2 separate regions of the Mus musculus genome follow, and region 2 is linked to region 1. Evidence: chromatin contacts called from public HiChIP or PLAC-seq data. All regions are on one chromosome and are shown on one strand. The core of a region is the stretch at or near the end of the contact, and the rest is flanking DNA. Distances in the headings are between cores, read along the strand shown.

What was found. HiChIP or PLAC-seq counts read pairs in DNA pulled down with a chosen protein or histone mark.
Region 2: a contact with region 1 is called in an H3K4me3 HiChIP or PLAC-seq map of bone marrow-derived macrophages, with 5 times the contacts expected there. The contact joins the promoter of Slc46a3 here to the promoter of Mtif3 in region 1. A contact is called at or near these places in 6 of 39 promoter capture datasets (the 3T3-L1 cell line, embryonic stem cells, liver and 3 more), 2 of 484 Hi-C or Micro-C datasets (B cells and CD4 T cells), 2 of 115 datasets of contacts at active chromatin or transcription factors (bone marrow-derived macrophages and thymic regulatory T cells) and 1 of 9 other capture datasets (adipose tissue).

Annotation. Positions count from the first base shown.
Region 1 is chr5:146,962,205-146,965,932 of GRCm38.p6, forward strand. Mtif3 (mitochondrial translational initiation factor 3) reads right to left here and starts at 1,593. Exons shown (of 4, transcript NM_001256102.1): 1 at 1,519-1,593.
Region 2 is chr5:147,893,053-147,896,780 of GRCm38.p6, forward strand. Slc46a3 (solute carrier family 46, member 3) reads right to left here and starts at 1,763. Exons shown (of 6, transcript NM_027872.4): 1 at 1,429-1,763; 2 at 781-993. The coding sequence starts at 969.

The DNA of each region.
Region 1 (3,728 bases), core at 343-2,842:
TGGTGGCGCACACCTTTAATCCCAGCACTCGGGAGGCAGAGGCAGGTGGATTTCTGAGTTCAAGGGCAGTTTGGTCTACAGAGTTCCAGGACAGGAGGGCTACACAGAGAAACCCTGACTCGAAAAAAAACAAAAACAAAAAACAAACAAACAAAAAAACCTTTCAATACTTTTCTGCTAACATTCTTCAGTATGAACCCAATTAGAGTATCTCTAAGCTGTAATGTATTACAATGTTTTATTTTTAAAATTGCTACTTGAGTTCCAAACTTGAGTTTCCTAATACAATATCAACAACAACAGTAATAATAAATAATAAATTATGGCTTGTGATTAGTACGGGAGTTCCAATAATTTCTAAAGTGAGCCTAAACACACTAACACTATTCATCAGTGCAGCCTTCACAACACTAAAAATTATGAAACTGTATCAGTTAACTCGGAAACGTGTTGACTATGCTCACAGCCTACACTATCTAATACTAAGCAAAGATTCAGGGCCAGCCAGATGGCTCAGTGGGTAAGGGTGCTTGTGTGTCTGTCTGCCTGTCTGTCTGATGTGTCTGGGCACCCATGCCATGGTGCCAGTGTGGAGGTCAAAGGACAACCTTGTGGACTGAGTTTTCTCCTTCCACCTTTAGGTTCCAGACACTGAACTCTGCCTTGCCTACTGAGCAGCTCTTCAACCTAATGATACTGATTTCTTTTTTCTTTCCTTCTCTCTGAGACAGGATCTCACTATGGAGACCAGGCTGGCCTCCAATTCACAGATCAGCCTGCCTCTGCCTCTGCCTCCGAGGGATAAGGCTTTATTCCTGACGGGATATGGCCTGACGGGAGCTTATTTCTACCACTTATTTCTTTACTTTTTTTCTGAATCGTTACACTTCATAATCACAAGCTCACATTGACATATTGAGGGCTTATATTCACTCCCGAAGGAAAGGATGGGTTCTAGTAGAATCCATATTTTGCGAAAATGACGTTGGCTTCATCCTATGACTGAATTCTCTCACCTTCAATTCCGGAAGGAATTTCAAAAGTCCTGACACGGCGAGCGGTGCACGCCTTTAATCCCAGCACTTCGGAGGTAGAGGCAGGAGGATTTCTATAGGTTTGAGGTCAGACTGGTCTACCGAGTGCGTTTCAGGACAGCCAGAGATAAATAGTGAGACCCTGTTGCAAAAACATCAAAAATTAAAGGAAAAAAAAATCCCAAAACGCTCACAAGGGGTCCGCAGCAGACACGCCCACCAGGACGCCATGCCACCAGGATGCCAGTTGTCCTACGCCCCCACCTTGCCCCCCAAATCCGTGGAAGGAGCGTGCGCGCGCACACAAACAGCGAAACTGGCTAGGCTGGCGAGCAAGTGATTATTGGCAGCTCGGCAACTGGTCTCGACTCCGAAGGCTGGTGCTGCCGCCACCCCACGTCCACGGAGGGCTCTCTGCACAGAATGTTCCCAGGACATGCATTCCCACCTCAGCCCCGTCGCCAAGCCCTCACCTCAGCGTTACCTGGGCCGGGGTAGGCGAGCAGGAAGAACTAGCAGGTCCGTACCTGGACTCCGCCGGAGCACCGCGTCGGCTTCCGTAGCAGGCGGAACTTCCTGAGTCCCTTAAAGGGAGGGTGCAGCTGCGGCCTGCGGATTCCACTAATGGAATAAAGCCCTCCGACAAAAAAAAAAAAAAAAAAAAAAAAAAAAAAAAGAATCGTGCAGCAGGCCTGAGTGAAACTGAGAGATTTGCTACTAACCTGCTGCTCCAAAGGCCAAGTGAACGCTAAAATATAGAGTCCCTGGAACAGTCACTGCATCGCTTCCGCCAGTTACATTAATAATGTTGAATAATGCCTTCTACAGTGCTAGACAACTGCAGGGCGGTGTTAAACTATTGCCACCTGCGGATCTGGTTTAGTGGAAGCTCTAGCTGGGTAGCAGGGTGCAACCCTCGCTCTCAAGATTGCTCTCTTCTGAGAAAAAGAGATGGATTCAGGTTCGATTACTGTCAGAACTGGGAGAAATCATAACAGACCACCCACATGTGGGATGATTGACCGCATTGGCCAGAGTCAGGCAAGAGGATGGTCAGAAACTTCGAGCCCCTGGGTGTTGCACTTTCAGGCTATTGGGGCCCTGCACCCTTGTTACCAAGCTGTTGACTGTCCCCTACTTTGGCGTTAAGTCCCTGCTTTTCCCCATTCTTCAACAGGGAACTCCTTAGAGAAGCCGCTGAATGTCCCTCATTTACAGACTACGTGTCTATAACATATAATTTATACATCTTGTCTTGTTTAATCCTCACCAAATAACTCAATCAGGGTAATATCTGATTGCAACTATTACTGGTACATCAAAATACCATCCTTTTATTGCAGGTGAGGAACCTGGGTCATCCTTAAATAGCTTTAGAGCCGCATCCAAGTCTCCCTTTCTTCATCAGATCACAGCCTCTGGCCCATGAGCCTTGTATCTGTGACAGGCAAAAGCTGAAGCAATTCTTTATGATCCAAAGGCCAGGGCTGGGCTCTGCATGTCAGCCATTCCTAAGTGAAATGAAGAATTACAGATACTTTTTATTCTGCCAGCATTAGTCCTCCATGGGACGATAGAAGCATAGTTGTGCAAATAAAGTGTGGAGACCACCTCTTGGATAGACAGGTCCATAACAGTTGTAAGTGCTCACATTTGTGATAAAGTTTCCATAAGCACCACAGTTCTAAACACTTAGCCTGTATTGAGTTAGTTTAATCCTCAAGACACCCTCATGATACACTGCCATCACTACCCATTTTTAAAAAGATTTATTTATTCATTATATATAAGTACACTTCAGACACCCCAAAAGAGGGCATCAGATCTCATTACGGATGGTTGTGAACCATCATGTGGTTGCTGGGATTTGAACTCAGGACCTTCGGAAGAACAGTGCTCTTAACCGCTGAGCCATCATCTCTCCAGCCCCATCATTGCCCATTTTATAGATGAGGAGACTGAACATGGAGAAGATACATGACTCGTCCCATCATTACACCCTGATCAGAATCAAGAATGTAAAAAGAAGTCTGGAGGGATAGCTCAGTGGAGGGATGATAGCTCAGTGGAGGGATGATAGCTCAGTGGAGGGATGATAGTTCAGTGGTTAAGAGGGTGTTGCTCTTTCAGAGAGGCTGGATCCTGTTCCCAGCATGCAGAACTGCCTGTAACTCCAGTTCCAAGAACCCCAGTGGCCTCTTACTACCTAAAAGGTGCTTGCACGCACATGGTGTACACACAGAGATATGGGCACACGTATACATACATAAACATAAATAAAAATGATTTTAAGAAGATTTTTAAAGAGAATGAAGGGGACTGGGGAAATAATTCAGTGACAATGACCAAGAACTCTTATAAGCTACAAGGTTTCATTGGGGCTGCCTTACAGGTTCAGAGGTTCAGTCCGTTATCATCATGGCAGGAAGCACGGCAGCCTGCAGGCAAGCATGGCCCTGGAGAAGGAGCTGAGGGTTCTACATCTTGATCTGAAGGCAAACAGGAGACGACAAGCTTCCTGGCCACTAGGACCAGGGTCTTAAAGTCCACACCTACATTGACATACTTCATCCAACAAGGCCACACTTCCAAATAGTGCCACTCCCTGGGCCAAGCATATTCAACCCACCACCCAGACTGTTTGTTTTATGTATTTCTTATGTAAGTGTAGGGCCTAGTACCTGCTAGCACTGA
Region 2 (3,728 bases), core at 513-3,012, 930 kb after region 1:
CAGGCTCATTTGCCGGTACAGAGAGACCCTACGATCAGGGAAGGCAGCTGTGCAGCTGCCTCCACCCTCTCTTGTCTGTGCGGGTGAAGGCAGGGCCAATCTTTTGTTGCCACCAAATATGCCTAAGTGAGCGCAGTTCTGAGCTTGCAAACGCAGCCCTGTAGATAAACAGCTGACGTCTCCTGAATCCTGCTTGACAGAGCCTGCCTCATAAGAATGATGAGAATGATGACAAAGCTCTTGTCAGATACACACAGAACCGAGCGAGTCCCCACCACGTCTAGCTAAACGGTTTTACTGAGAGCTAAAGTAAGCACTCGCCAGCCCAGATGTGGATGCAGGACTCAACTCCAGGGAGCCCAGTTTATCTTATCTAAGGCTGCCTCCAGACCTCAACAATTGCTGCCCCGCCCCCATGGGAGGCAGCTGACTCTGGTCAGTTTTTCTGGACTTTTGTTATTCAAGAGACCAAGGAAGAGTGGGTGAGATTGTAGTGAGATTTCCTAAGGATAAAAGAGTTGGTCCCACAAGGTGGGTGGGGATTGGGGACAGGAGTGGAGGTGCCTTAGAGAGTTAGAAAGAGCCAGATTAAAGGTGTCAAGAGGAACTATTAACCGAAATAGGAACAGAGAGAAGGTGGCTTAATTTCAGTGTGTGTGTGTGTGTGTGTGTGTGTGTGTGTGTGTGTGTGTGGTCACACCTTGGAGAGCCTCTTTGGTTTGGAACCTGTTTCCATTCCCTGTGACTCCAGGATGGGAGGTTTTAATTTTAATTTCTTACCTCCCGGAATGCAAAGATGGAGCTGCTTTTGTTTTGGTCACACTCAGAGCCATTGCTATTGGAAGCAAAGGTGTAGTTACCGGTTTCCTCCCAGATCCTCCGGTACACGTACTGCGCTGTCAGCGGGATGGTCAGAGTCATAGCAAACGCGTTCAGGAGAATGGCGGGCTCTATGAATGAAATCTTCATATTGCTCAAGTGGGCAGATCGAGTCTATTGCAGAGCGGGAAGCGGGAGGAGAGAAACGGGGCGAGTGTGGGGGGGGGGGATAGAAATCATCAGTTGATTTTTTATCCCAGAGGCTAAATTCTCAAAAGTGGGGAAGTTGGAACAATGTGTCATAAACAAACATTAGCAAGCAAAAAGAGTTCCAGATTTCTGAGAGAGTGCCCTTGCCGGGAGAGGGTACCCTAGTTCTCTCCGAGGAGCAGGGACTAAGTCAACCTCCGCCCCCGACTCCGCTTAGCTAATGCTCACAGTGCTGAGCAGAACAGCACCGGCCGGTTCCCATAAGGTAAACAATGAAGTTACCCGGGGACCCGGAGGTTATGTAATTACTATTATTTTGGCTGCAGGTTAAGGGCCTTGTAAAAAGCAGCTCCCGATCGGAAGGGGAGTTTAGTTTCTGTTTTCGTTTTTAAAACTCACCCCACGGTTACAGTTTTCCTGCTAGGCTAGGCACAGGTGGGACCGTAGTCGGGACTGTGTTCTCCGTTACCCAGTGCGGGGCGTAGCGCCCCCGGGTTTTCAGCACGGTTCGCCAGCTGGGAAGAGCCAAAGGAAGGGGCAGCGAGGTGGAGCTAGACCGCAACAGGGGGACGTCCCTTGGGACGGGACACTCGAGCCCTGTTAGAAGGCAAAGAGAAATAAGCGCACCTCCCGGACTCTGTTGGCCCTGGACTCAGTCCCCGCCGCTCCCCGCGCCGCCGCACTCTTGGTCTTTGGGCCCTAGTGGTGACTCGGCCGCCGAGCATCATCACTCTGCCAAGAGCTGGCAATCTTCGGCCGGAGCTGTCACCCGCTTCCCTAGCTCGCTTGTGATTGGGTATGGCGGCCGGCGCCCCCGTAGCGATTGGTCTAGCGCAGTGTCATTCTCTTGCACCCGCCCCCGAAGGTTCAGCGGCTGAATCTCCCCGAGTTGCTGGGCAAGTTGGGTGATCCCGGCAGCTCTGCGAAGGTTCTGCTAAGCGTATCTGGATAGGATTATTGGTTTTCGCTGAAGCGCCGTGGAGTCATAGGTATCTGGATCGAGAGTTCGAGACTAGCCCAACGATATAACAAGACTCCTGTCCAAAGCAGATAATGATAATAATAATAATGATAATAATGATGATAATAATAAGTGGTTGGAAACGTCATACGCTAGGGTTGCAGTTCACTGCAGCATTCCGGTGGACCCAGCAAGCGTCTGCACAAGCAATGTGAGAGAGAAGACACTGAAAGTTCATGAGAGGAGAAGAGTTCCGAGTAGGGGAGTTGTTGGCCTTGGGAAAATTTAAACGAAATATTCACTACATTTTACGTAGTCATTTATTTTATGTGTATGCCCACGCCGAGCAGAGGTCAGAAAATGGTGCTAGAATTTGTGTTACAGGCAGTTGTGAGCTGCCCTGAGAGCGTAGAAACGGAACCCAGAGCAGTAAGTGTTCTTCATTAGTGAGCTTCTCTCCAGCCACCCCTGCTGAGTTGCGGGGGAGGGGATTGTTAAATCTCTCTGAAAGTCGGCTCTTTCTCTGTTGAGAAGATGTAAGTAAGTCTCACAAAGCCATGGCAACACCCTAGACAGTAGGACCGCCGCTAATGGCCGCCAACGCGCACAGCTGGAGCACACCTGCAGCTGATAGGGGGTTACTTCCTGAGGAAGAGAAGCAAGCTGAGAGTTCTGTGATTTGGGGACCCGTCCAAAAAAGGAAGACCTTAGGCTGGAGTGGTTGCGTCAGGAAGTGGGGGACAATCCTGCAAATGCGCCTCTTACTCTTATCTAGAGATCAAGGTCAGATGTGGGCCAGAGCCTTATTGATAAAGGAGTAACACTCCAGACTATGGGCTATTTTTGCCCAGATGAGAGTACTGGTGCAATGCTCCTAACCACTGAACCACCCTCTCTCGAGGCAGATCTGGAACAGCTTCAGAGTGGGAAGGGCGGCTAAAGGAGCTGACTAGCAGAAAAGGATATTCTGTACTGGAGAGAAGGCGATCTGATGACTCTAGATAGCCACAGAGAGAATTGAGGAAGTAACTCTCAACATCGCACTCTTGACAGTTTCACAGCACTGTACAATCTTCATATGCCTAAAATAACAAACATTGCTGCTAGCTGATCTACAGAGTTTGATTGATTTCCAACCTCTTGTTGACAATTTTTCTTCTTCTTCTTCTTCTTCTTCTTCTTCTTCTTCTTCTTCTTCTTCTTTCTTTCTTTCTTTCTTTCTTTCTTTCTTTCTTCTTCTTCTTCTTCTTCTTCTTACTTCTTCTTCTTCTTCTTCTTCTTTCTTCTTCTTCTTCTTCCTCTTCCTCCTCCTCCTCTTCTTCCTCTTCTCCCCCTCCTCTTCCTCCTCCTCCTTCCCCCTCCTCCTCCTTCCCCCCTCCTCCTCCTTCCCCCTCCTCCTCCTCCCCCTCCTCCTCTTCCTTCTTATTTATTTATTTTTATTTTATGTATATGAGTACACTGTCACTGTCTTCAGACACACCAGAAGAGGGCATCAGATCCCATCACAGATGGTTGGGAGCCACCATGTGGTTGCTGGGAATTAAACTCAGGACCTCTGGAAGAGCAGTCAGTGCCCTTAATCGCTGAGTCATCTCTCCACTTGTTAACGATCTTAACCACAAGGAGTGACGTGTTCAGTTCAGAGGTTTGCTTTTCAAATAAAAATCCAGGAGGCCAAGATCACTAAGATCTTAGAGAGTGATCTACTCCTAGTGGGACAGTAACTGTCACTTGAGCT